Regions from separate parts of the Mus musculus genome. Here region 1 is linked to region 2. The links are chromatin contacts, called in public promoter capture Hi-C maps. All regions are on one chromosome and are shown on one strand. Each heading gives the region's core, a stretch centred on a gene start, on an enhancer-like site or on the middle of the called end of the contact. The rest is flanking DNA. Distances are from core to core; before and after follow the strand shown.

What was found. Promoter capture Hi-C pulls out the DNA fragments that hold promoters and counts their contacts.
Region 1: a contact with region 2 is called in a promoter capture Hi-C map of liver, with 6 times the contacts expected there. The contact joins the promoter of 4933406G16Rik here to the promoter of Ppp3r1 in region 2. A contact is called at or near these places in 3 of 39 promoter capture datasets (the 3T3-L1 cell line, hippocampal neurons and liver) and 1 of 115 datasets of contacts at active chromatin or transcription factors (astrocytes).

What each region holds. Positions count from the first base shown.
Region 1 is chr11:19,062,700-19,069,056 of GRCm38.p6, reverse strand. It overlaps 4933406G16Rik (RIKEN cDNA 4933406G16 gene), which reads right to left and starts at 3,782. Exons shown (of 5, transcript NR_046037.1): 1 at 2,963-3,782; 2 at 2,017-2,148; 3 at 408-556.
Region 2 is chr11:17,155,412-17,161,837 of GRCm38.p6, reverse strand. Ppp3r1 (protein phosphatase 3, regulatory subunit B, alpha isoform (calcineurin B, type I)) reads right to left here and starts at 2,540. Exons shown (of 6, transcript NM_024459.2): 1 at 2,296-2,540. The coding sequence starts at 2,298.

The DNA of each region.
Region 1 (6,357 bases), core at 2,533-5,032, 1.9 Mb before region 2:
TAAAACAGTCAAAGCACAATGCTCCTTTTAAAATAATGGAAAGGTGGAGGAACTGACTACCTCACCCACACACTTCATAAAATGTGACGGCTGCTCTGTGCACAACACGGTTGAGAGCACTCAGTGACCATGTGGAGAACAGATTCCAAAAAGTATGTTTGGGAAATGAGGGTGTTTTTTGTTTTTTGTTTTGTTTTTGTTTTTGTTTTGTTTTTTTCGAGACAGGATTTCTCTGTGTAGCCCTGGCTGTCCTGGAACTCACTTTGTAGACCAGGCTGGCCTCGAACTAAGAAATCTGCCTGCCTCTGCCTCCGGAGTGCTAGGATTATGAAATAAGAAGCAGAGGTGAAGGAAAGCTGCCTGCAAACATTCAGAATAGGAGATGTATCGGGGAGCCAGACACCTACCACATCGATGTTTATTCCTTGGGAGCTGGTCCACTGGTCAGTGAGAGCGACCCTGGAGCCAGAGGCCTGAGTTCTGCGTGCTGAGAGTTCTGCGTGCTGAGCATCCCTCACAAGCCTGGCTTGGAGGAACTTTGCTTCTGTTCATCAGCCTGTGCAGGAGAATAGAAAGAGCACTCTCCGCATTACATTTGTCCTTCCTGTAAGTTAGGCATCTTTATTACTAACATTAGAGCTTAGGCGAACTTCCTTACTCTGCTTTACTTTATTATGCACAGTATAACAGGCCCCCCCCCCCTTTTTTTTTTCAGGAGAGAGAAAGTAGAAGAAAGATTACAGGTGAATTACCTATTTACATTAAGGCTGTGTTTAAACATCTAGCGGGCCAGCAATTTTATCTCTTCAATATTGTCCTGGCCTGTTAATGGTGACTCGGTGGCACTTTAATGAGCTGTTTATTTGGCAAAGCAGTCACTTATAATTTAGCTACTCATTTGGTTTGTTCCTACTTTAATTTTGTCCCTCTGTGTTGGATGACTTTAATCTGCTTTTCCGATCTTCATGTACAAACCTAATACCTTTTTAATGGCATTTGTTTTAAAATAGAGAGAGTTTCTTCTGGTGGCCTTTTTGGTAGATACAAGGGAGGATGTGGGAGAAAGAAGCATTTTGAGAGCAACACCATCATAATGATCTGTAATAAAGTTTTCTTTTCTAGAAGGTTGAAAGCAAACACTATTTTGTTAAGCTTGTATTAAGAAATCCCCCTATATCTCTCAAAACAATCTATGTCGGGAAGAGATTCTGCTTGAAAGCTGAAGGCTGCAGGGTCATTTGGATGCACTCTTGTCAATAATAAAGCACTAGTCTTCAAAAGAAAAGCTATGAAATTTCAGGATCAGTCATCAATCCAAGCAATGGAAGGGCCAAGGAGAGCAGAGCCAGGAATCAACCATTTGACACAGGAAATGACTTAGTCTAGCCACCCCGCAAATGACTGAGGCTAAAACCCCTAGAAATTCCTTTAGTTAAAAGAAAACTTTGGTCTGTCAGCCCAAGACAGCACATTGCAAAAAACAAACAAGGAGGTGATGCTGGGCCATGTGTACTGCTGACTCAGCACCCACACTTGGAAAAGTGTGACTTTCGTGCTTTAGAAGAGGAGCTCTACATAAAAAGGAGGAGCCAGAATTGAGTGGGAAGAAGGTCAAACATGCAAGTACATACTGGCATCGCATCTCCACACTGTTCATTGTTGCTTTACTTTGCTTCTTGGCTTCTGTATGTGTGTGCTTGGCGATGGGGGGAGGGGTGCGTCTGGATCCATTTAGGTCTGGATTTCCTAAGTGCCAGTGAGATAAACAGAGCCAATAATATAGTTGTCACCTGAACAAACCAATGTTTGATCAATGGTCCATTTGCCTGGTGGAGTGTGAACCTTGCCTGAGAGCAGAGATGACAAATATTAGTAAATTATGATCACCAACTATCATCAGGCAGTTCATTCATTGCCCTGGGTGGAGTGAATGACAAATCTGGAATCTATATTTAGTTATAAACGGTACCCCCAGCATGACCAGATCATTGACTTATCGATTAAGCTGTTCCATGCCTTATGGACAGATCAAATCTCTCTTCTGAAACCCTCTAAGCCCCAGTGGCACATCCCATCCAGAGGCTCTTAAGATTGTGGCATCATCTTCTGACAGCTTCAAATGGACACATGGCATCAGTAGATCTGTGTCTGTAAGAAATCACAGATTGTAAAACAGAGTAAACATCACTATTTTAAAAAAGTGTTGCAAGCAATCTAAATGACATTTATTACACATGCAAAAAAAAAAAAAAAAAAGCCTTTCAACCCCTATTGAAAATAATACATATTGTTTTGTTACTATCTTATTAACATTCAAAATCTTGGTTTAATGTTGAAAGTAAATCGTCTGGCAGGTATAAAAAAATCTGCTCTGCCATGATGCAGACATATGAGCAGGAGACATGCTTCCTATAGCATCAGGTTTATGATCTTCCTGGTCACACTCTGTGGTCATCGCAGAGCTTTGACTGAAATTCTGCAAGTGTCTGTTTCTCTGCTAACACACAAATCCAAAGCTGGGGATAATCATACTCTGTATTTTTCTTTTCATGAAAATATTTTTTTCCATACTGTGGATTCTAACTCCCCCTTCCTCCCAGTTCCTCTCCACCCGCCCCCTCCCATCTGGATCCACACCCTTTCTGTCTCTCAGTAAAAAAAACAGTCAAAATAATAAAATAAAATAAATGGAAAACAATTGGAATGGAACAAAACAACAAAACGAGAAAACAAAACCAACCAAACAACAAAGTAAAAGCATAGCAAACACATATAGATCCAGAGACACATGTTAGCACATACAAGAATACCATAAAACCCAAACTTGAAAGTCATGATATATATGCAAAGAACTCATAAGGTAGAGAGGAAAGGCCCTGCCAGCATTATGAGACAGAGAACCTGTAACGTGGCTGTTGAGTTTGTTTTGTGCTAGCCATTCCCGGCTAGGCATAGGGCCTACCCTGCCGAGTGGTTTGTTTCCAGTGAGACTCCCTTCCAAAAAAACCATCTTTTCATTCATAAGTGGTTATTGCTTGCAGATAGCTTCTAGGTTAGGGATGGGGACATTTGTAAACTTTCTCTTTCAGCTGTAGACCCCATCTGGTTGCAGACTCAAGCAGGTCCTGTTCATGCTACTCTGGTACTGTGAGATCCTGTGGGCCTCAGCCCTGTTGTGTCCAGAAGGCCTTGATTGCTTGGTGTCCTCCATTTCCTCAGCTCTCACACTCTTTCTGCCTCCTCTTCCACAGAGTTCCTTGAGCCACGAGGAGAGAGATTTGATAGAGGCATCACTTTGAGGGCTAAGTGTTCCAAGGTTTTTCACTCTCTGCAAATTGTTTGGCAATAGGTCTCTATGTGTTGCCATCTGCTGCAGGAGGCAGCTTCTCTAACAATGGTTGAGCAAGGCACAGATCTATGAGTACAGCAGAAGTCATTTTAGCTACACTCCGTCAGCAGCGCAGTAGAATTTGGTTTTCCTCTGTGCCCATGGGCTATCTAGTCTAACTAGGTTATCTAGTTCTTGGTCACCTAAACAGCCTTGAGCATCGGTTCCATTTCATGGAGTATGCCTTAAGTTAAATCAGATTCTAATTTACTGCCACAAGATTTGTGTCACTATCACACCGGTGTCCAAGTCACTCTTGTACACTGAAGAGTTTGGAGCTGGGTAACATGCAGAGTATGTTCCAGGACCATGAGCACTAGTCCACAGGGGTAGAGGCTCTAAGTGGGAACCACTTGACTTCTCTGTGTTCAATGTAGGTGGTAACTTCTGCAATAGGGTTCTGATATCAGTTTGTTGAGGGTTAAAAATAAGCCTTGGCAACAGCCTGAGCTATTTGTTGGGGGAGGGGCATGGAACCCCTTTGGATAACAATTCAATTAGATGTAACTCATTCCATGTATTGGAAGCTTCATTGGGTGATAAGAGATGTGTTTTGGGGCTCTGCCTTCCCTGTTATTTGGTGATTTCATTTACATTGCATATATATATATATATATATATATATATATATATATACCATCTTGTGTGTGTATATATATATATATACACACATATATATATATACATACATATGCATATAGATTGCATTCTCATATAATCACCTACATGTACATGTAGATGTACATACACATATGTATCAACTTATTATATATATATATGTATATATATATATATACACACATATATTACATTATATGAAGCTTCTACTACATTAGGCTTCCATACAACCCCTCAAATGGCCCACAGTTTTAGCTAGCCCCCACTAACGTCTCTTCCCTTCTTCTCCCTTTTAATCCCCTCATTCCAGTCTCCCCACCTTATCCATCTGTAACTGTTTATTGTATTTCCTTTTCCTAGGGAGATCCATCCCTCTCCCTTAGTCCCTTACTGTCAATCTAACCATCGTGGTTATAACTTCTGTGGTTATATAGATTGTAGCATGCTTATCTATGACATAACAGTCAAAATTCACATACAAGAGAATATTGTATTTGTCTTTCAGGGTCTGGGTAACACATTCAGGATGATATTTTTCTAGTTTCATCTGCTTACCTGCAAATTTCAGAATTTTATTTTTTTAATGGCTTCACTCTATGAATGTGCCACACTTTCTTCATCCAGTCATTCACTGACAGACATCTAGGTTGTTTCCAATTGCTGGCTCTTATGAACAGAGCAGCAGTGAACACGGTTGAGCAAGTCCTCTGTGGTATGTAGTGTCCTTTGAGTACATGCCTAAAAGTGGTATGACCAAATCTCCAGGCATATCAATATCCTGATGAACCTCTGCTCTGATCTCCATCATGGCTGTAGAGTTTGCAGTCCTCCAGCAACGAATGAGTGGTCCTTTGTTCCACATTCTCACTAGCATGAGAATTTTTTTCTTAACACAACAGTTCAAAGTCCACACAAGCTTTTCATCTGGAGGTCTTTAAATACATAAGAAATATTTTTAGTTTGCTAGTTTTAAAACTATAGGGTAGAAGTTGGTAAATCCAAAAAAAAAAAAAAAGCCCACAGTTTTCATAAATAAAAATCATGATACATATATCTGAGCAGCTTTGCAAGGCAAAATGACAAAGGCTCAGGGCCAGAAGGGAAGGTTCAGGGTGGGGAAAGCACAGGCTTTGAGCCATCTTCCTCATCACGTTGACTTTAGGCTTGCTCAGGTTTAACTAAGCTGCTGCTGTTCTTGCCTTAACTCCAAGAATATAAAAGTGAGTTCCATGTGCTGTCTTCAGCTCAAGCTTTTCCAAGGATGGAGTCCTTTCAAGCCACTGCTCAGTTTAGTGAGAATTAGTATTCTCCCTGATCGTCAGCTGTATTTCTCACTGAGTGAAACAAGAAAGCTGAGTTGGTAAGAGAAGGTGCCATTGGTGAGCCAGAGAGTTTCTGGTTTTCCCCTGGGATGCTCTCTCAATCAGAGAAATTGTATACATCTGGGAATGTTTGTCTGTGCACGCATGTGTGTGTGTATCTACATGTCTGCGCAAATGTGTATGCACACATGTGCATATACATTTGTGGATGTGTGGATGTGTGTGTGTGCCTAAGTAAAGAATAGCCCTGGAGTCAGAGGAATGTAGTTACTGGCATTGTGTTACATTAAGAACTGTATTGGTTACTTTTAATTGCCGTGATAAGACACTGTGACCAAGGCAATTTAGAGAAGAAAGTTTACTTGGGACATATGGTTGGTTTCAGAGTATGAGTCCTATGGTCATGGTATAGAGGTGGCAGGTATCTGAAGTAGCAGCTGAGGGCTTACATCTTGAGGAGCAGAGAGAGAGATAACTCAAAATGGCCCGAGTCTCTTGAAACCTCAAAGCCCACCCCTAATAACATATGTCCATCAGAGAATCCAGGCCTTCCAATTCTCCCCAAACAGTCAGCACTGGAGGTCGTGCATTCAAAGCTGGGTGCCATTCCCATCTAAACTATCACAAACATCAAGGAAACTGCCTGCCTGCCTGCCTGCCTGCCTGCCTGCCTGCCTGCCTGCCTTCCTTCCTTCCTTCCTTCCTTCCTTCCTTCCTTCCTTCCTTCCTTCCTCCTCTTTCTTTCTTTCTTTCTTTCTTTCTTTCTTTCTTTCTTTCTTTCTTTCTTTCTTTCTCCCTTCCTCTCTTTCCTTCTTTCTCTCTTTCTCTTTCTTTCTCTCTTTCTCTTCCTTCCTTCCTCCCTTCCTTTCTTTCTTTCTTCCTTTCTTCCTTTTTTCTTCCTCTCTCTCTCTCTTCCTTTCTCTCTCTCTTCCTTTCTCTTTCTTTCTTTCTTTCTTTCTTCCTTTTTTCTTCCTTTCTCTCTCTCTCTCCCTTTCTCTCTCTCTCCCTTTCTCTCTCTCTTCCTTTCTC
Region 2 (6,426 bases), core at 1,291-3,790:
CCAGGACAGTCAGTGCTACACAGAGAAACCATGTCTCAATAAACAACAACAAAAAAAGTCAATGGTCTGAGGGAACAGCCTTGGGAAAGAACATGCAACACAGATGCCTAATTTTTAGTACCATCAGTACAAATTAGAATAAGGAGAGAGAGAGAGAGAGAGAGAGAGAGAGAGAGAGAGCGCAAGAGCGAGAGCTAGAGAGAGCAAGAGAGAGCGAGCGCAAGCGAGCGCACACCACACTTACAGAAACTAGGTTTGGTTCCTGGCACCTATGTGAAATCCAAAACTACATGTAACTCAGAATCCAGGGAATCTAAGCTCTCTTCTGGTCTCCTAAAGCACCTGCACTCTTGTCCACACACCCTTCCCCCATATATACATAGTTAAAATTAATTTTTTTTCAAAAAAAAAAAATCACTGCAATAGACCCCGATCTTCAAATAAACACGTACAAAGTTCCATTAAGGCCCAAAGCTGTCAGCTCCCAAATTCCGTTACATTTCGTAGCTTCGGTTACTGTGTTGCTACAAAATATCCCAGTTTGGCAGGTTTGTAGATGATACAAGAATAAACTTCTTAACTGCCCTGAGGTACCCATCTGAAGTATAAGCTTGAGGATGGAAGAGAGGTCTATTTTGAACTTGGCCTCTTCATCAGTTACTCTGATATAAGGGGATGGTATACATCGCAAGAGCTGAAACTGAAGCAGGCCAGCCAATGAGCTCCAGAGAAAAACAGCCTCAAAACAAACAAAAAAATATTAAGTGCCATTCCTAACTTCAAAGTATTACAACTCTATTGTGAACAGACACGATCTTTTTAAATGCTCTTCAATGGTGTAGAAAAGGCTAAGTTTTATAACCTTCAAGGAGCCAAATCATCTGAACAGCTTCCTAAATAAAGGAAAAAAAAAATCCTCTACATTCCAAAATCATGAACCACTTTAATAAAGCTGCCCCTCTAGTGGGTCTTAACGATGCCAGTAAACCCGATATTTCAAATAAAAGCTGACTTACTCGAATATTTAACCTCAGTTTCTCTGACCACCACCACCTAATCGGTTTTCAACTGCAGTAAACAATGCACATTTGAAGCACTTAAATCTTACATGCGAGGGGGTATTGTACAATTAAAGAGTCTAAGTATCACAAATCCGCCTGAAATTCTTTGATATGTACTGAAAAGATGTTTACAGTAAGTGTCACAATCCCGTATCCTGTTTAACTAAATGACATATAACTCGCAGTGCAGCTATGTTTGTCTGTGAACACAATTCTTGATTGCAAAGACGAAACGGAGGCCCAGTGAAGCTACAGAACCAGTAAGGTAACAAGCTAAAGGCGTCATAGATTTCTTGGCTATGGTGACAGGCAGGAGGCACACCCCTAGCGTCAGCCAGAAATACTACATGGTGAATTCCACCTACGGATTAATAGGAAAGTAAGGAAGGGAAAATTTAAATCGCCATCGTTCAAAAACAACTACCACAAGCACCGGAAAAACAGAAATAAAAATACTAAGAAAATATTAACAAACCAATATGAGCATTTCTCTAGGCCCGGTGTCTTAGCTAATATACACGCTGGCCCTTTCATGTTCACCAACGCAGAGAAAAGCGGCCTCGGGAAAAAAAAAAATCCCCTACGGTTGCAAACAGCAGAGAGATAAATGCGAAAACGAGCGAAGAAGGCAAGAAAGTGGAAGGATCCCTGCCAAGGCTCGCTGCTGGAAAATGCGGAGTGAGTGGGAGGAAGCACAACTCTGGAGAAGTGGGTCTTACATAAAGCGCCATTTGCCGCACACTATCATTTCCACCGGATTTCAGAAAACCCAACCTGGAAACCCATCTGGGGGCGGAAAGTGGGTTTCACGTGGAGGAGGGTAGCGAGGGCGCAGCCCCCCGGGACCGGGGTTCAGAAAAGGCCGAACGAGCCAGACAGGCGACGGGGCCGGGGTTGCGCGGAGGCCCACGGGCTTAGGAGCCCGGGGGCGGCGGCTCTGTGGGCGCCCGGAGGCCCAGGGTCGTGCGGAGGGCGGGGGCGGCGAATCTCGGGGAGCGCGGAGACGTCCGGCGTTTGCAGGGGGCCGGGGGGCGCGCGGAGGCCCGGAGGAGGCGCGCAGGGGCTGGGGGGCTTGCAAGGGCCTTGCAGCGGCCCGGGAGCGCGCAGAGCCGGGGGCCGCGCAAGTAGCCGAGGACTTGAAACCCAGCACCTGCACCCTCCAGGCCTCTGGAATTTTCTATCCGAGAGGACGCCCCGGGCCCTCCCTCGCGCGACCGGGGAACCGAGGTCTCACCATCTTGCTCGGCGGGCGGCGCTGGCGGCGGCTGTAGGATCCTCGGGACGCGGCGACGGCGGCTTTGCTGTCCGGCGCCGGGCGGGGTGCAACGGGGCCTGGGCCCGGAGCGAGGCGGGCGGAGTCCCGGTTGGAGATGCGTCGGCGGGAGGAGAGGGTTGCAGCCTCACGCTCACAGGCGGCCCCGACTCGTTGCAGCGGCTCGCGCTGACCGCAACCTCAAGGCACGGAACAGGGCGCGCAGAGGGCGGAGCGAGCGCGGGGCGGGGCGGGGCGGAGCCTGCGGGAGGCTGACATCCGGGAACCCGCGCCCTGCCGTGCACACGCTCTCCAACCGGATTGCTCGCAGAGCCCCGCTAGCGCTCCGCCAGCGCTTTTTGCGTACCGTGCGCCGGGGGACATGGAGATGGGGGGGCAGACGTCTTGACGTTGGGAGAGCCGCGCTTCCTGTCATGTGACCGAAGGAAGGCCGGCAGGAGGAAGACTCCTGGGAGGAGAAAATGGGGAGAATGACAGGACCTGCCACAGGGCTGTGTCGCTCTTGGGGGGTGACACCATGTCACTATGGCGAGGCACGGGCAAGTCTACACTGTGGAGTCAAGCGCGCAGTTGGAAAAATAGGAGAAGCAAAGCTAGCTGCAGCTTAGGTCCTGGGAGCCACTGACAAGAGTGGGGGATTGCTTCCCACTCCAACAGACACTACCTCTAGGTTGCCCTGCAGCTGGTGCAGAAAGAAGCCTTTAAGAGAAATACTACGAGACAGACTGCCCTGTTGTCCATGTAGTAAGGGTATGTCCGTAATGGTGGCAGTTGCCTTACTATAGAAGTGAAACTACAGTAGGTAATAAAGTCCATGGAAAGAAGTTATATTTAAGAGGAAAAGATAAGTTGGTAGGAGAGATGTGATAAAGATAACGTATTTATGTTATTTATTTTAGTCAGGTTTTGAATAGATAGAAAATAAAGGTCAGGGTATGTCCTGCTCTACCTGTTTCATCTTCTGTAAGTGTAGATTATTTTTTAGCTTTTGAGAGACGAGCTTTGACTCCACTTTGAGGATGGGGGATGCCTGCACCGGAGGGGACACGAATGCTACTTACCATGTATCCAGTTCCACTCACAGACTGAAAATGCCTTATAGCTTGGCGTTGAAAGGGTGGCACCCTATGAATTTATCAGGGTAAACTGTAACAGCGCATAGGTTTGTTACAATTGTTTGGGAAACCAGGCACAAGAACGTGGTAGGCACATCATACCAAGAAAAGGGTGCAACGTCCTCACCTGGACTCCATAAAGAGATAGACATCTAGCACTGTGATGGCAACAACCCCTACCAATCTATCATCCGACCATCCTGATAGGCAAAGAACACTTGACTGCCCCTGAGGCTTGAACTCAGTTAAGTCCTCACTGTTGACAAGGTTTGGTCAACTGTCCATCTTTCTATTCCTCCAGCTGTACCATCCATCCATCCCTTCATCTGGACCTACATTTGGCTCTTAGGCCTCTACAGCTGAACTCAACTCTATAGCTTCCCATTTAAACCATTGACACTCCCAACAGCCTGCTCCAGCATCTTTCCTAAAGCCAAGGTGTTTATTTAGTATCAAAACAAACTACATTTCTGATGGCCAGGCAGTGGGGTTGCATGCCTTTAATCCCAGTACTTGTAAGAGAGAAGCAGGCAGATCTCTGTGAGTTCAAGGCCAGCCTGGTATTCAAAGTGAGTCCAGGACAGCAAGGACTCTGTTACACAGAGAAACCCTGTCTCAACAAACAAACAAAAAAACCTACATGTCTATCATACCAATAAAACCTTGTGAACTCTGTTGTGTCCTCTTGCTTTTTGCAGCTGTTCTGTAATTGATGTTTATACAGATATATTTATTGCATGATCTGAGAGTAGATGATATGATTACAAGATAAGCCTGAGTGTTTGCCTCAGCAATATTTGGCAGATAACTGCCATTGAAACCACAAAGTCTGATGAATTTTTTTCAATAAATGAAGACCTTGTGGAAAGACACAAATGTGTTTGTCTCTATTTCTGGCACAGTATGTTAATGATTGTACTGGCTGGTTTTCTGTGTCAACTTAACACAAGCTGGAGTTATCACAGAGAAAGGAGTTTCAGTTGGGGAAGTGCTTCCATGAGATCTAGCTGTGGGGCATTTTCTCAATTAGTGATCAAGGGGGAAGGGCCCCTTGTGGGTAGGACCATCTCTGGCCTGGTAGTCTTGAGTTCTATAAGAGAGCAGGCTGAGCAAGCCAAGGGTGGCAAACCAGTAAAGAACATCCCTCCATGGCCTCTGCATCAGCTCCTGCTTCCTGACCTGCTTGAGTTCCAGTCCTGACTTCCTTGGTGATGAACAGCAGTATGGAAGTGTAAGCTGAATAAACCCTTTTCTCCCCAACTTGCTTCTTGGTCATGATATTTGTGAAGGAATAGAAACTGACTAAGACAAATTGGTACCAGGAGTGGGGTATTCCTGTGACAACCTGACCATGTTTTGGGGGAGGACTGTGGAAGGACTTTGGAATTTTGGGCCAGAAGATCTGTTCGGTGTTATGAGCTCTGTCGAATGTTGTGTAGGAGCTTGGAAGATAATGTTGAGAACAATGCAGAAGATGGAGGCCTGGCTTGTGAAATTTTGGAGGGAAGATTAAAGACTCTTATCAGGGCCATTGAGGTGACATCTTCTGGGAAGTGTTTTCTGAGAGCACAGAGGCTGTGTTCCAGAGATAGCCATGGTTGTACCTTGTGCTGTGGCTGGACTTAGTAATATGTAAGAATTACCCAGGTGGTAGTGGTTTTGAAGGCATGAAGAGGTCATGCAGAGCAGCTGAGGCTCAGCACTGTGAGAGGCCATGGAAGGCCATTGGTGAAGGTGCAGCCTCAGTTGCAATTGATGGCCCAGGACTGAAGGGGTCATGAAAAGGAGTTGAGGCTTGGCACCATGAAGAGAGTCTATGAGAGGCTATTGTTGAAGCCAAGTTACAGTGGAAGACAGCAGCATTTTGGAGATGCCAGTACCATGAGATGACTACCAAGAACAGCAGCAGCAGTGGAGTACAGGCAGCTGGAGCCTAGAACACAAATTGTGTGCTACAAAGGGCATGGCTGGAGAAGTTACCCAAGCCCTTGGAGGAGCCCAGAAGATCGTGAGTTGGATCCCAGACATTGGATGGTTGGAGATTGAATTTTGCTTTTGATTGTGACTGTGCCATGATATTTTCCCTCTTAAAGGGGAGTTTTTTAGTGAAGCCCACAGTTAAGAGACTTTGAATTTTAAAGTACTTTGAATTTTAAAAGATACTGGATATTTTAAAAGGATTGAACTTTTAATATGAAAAGACTGTGGAACTTTTAAAGTTATTTAGATCTTGGGGATGAGTAAGAAGGTAAGGGTTGAGGCTTACTAGTGATGTGTTTGTGTGTCAAGTTGACAAGGGGTCAATTGTGCTGGCTGGTTTTGTGTCAACTTGACACAAGCTGGAGTTATGACAGAGAAAGGAGCTTCAGTTGGTGAAATGCCTCCATGAGATACAACTGTAAGGCATTTTTTCAATTAGTGATCAAGGGGGAGAGGCCCCTTGTGGGTGGGACCATCTCTGGGCTGGTAGTCTTGAGTTCTATAAGAGAGCAGGCTGAGCAAGCCAGGGGAGGCAAACCAGCAAGAAACATCCCTCCATGGCCTCTGCATCAGCTCCTGCTTCCTGACCTGCTTGAATTCCAGTCCTAACTTCCTTGGTGATGAACAGCAGTATGGAAGTGTAAGCTGAATAAACCTTTTCCTCCCCAACTGCTTCTTGGTCATGATGTTTTTGCAGGAATAGAAACTCTGACTAAGACAATTATGCATAGCATCCAGACATTAGTAGGTTTGAGGGTACTCAAGGAAGTATTCTTTGTCAAAATCAACTTGGGTCTCACCTGTAGTCGCTCTGTTAACACTAATTTCAGGAAAATGAATGTATTATAATTGCCCCTGCTTAGTATGTAAAATACCACATGACAAGGGAAATGGAGGTGCGGGATTTTGCTAAGGTTCACTAAAGGAAGATTGTTCCTGGTAAAGCACAGGTATTTAATAGATTTGTGGTTTTTATTTTTTAGTTCTTTTCAGTCTA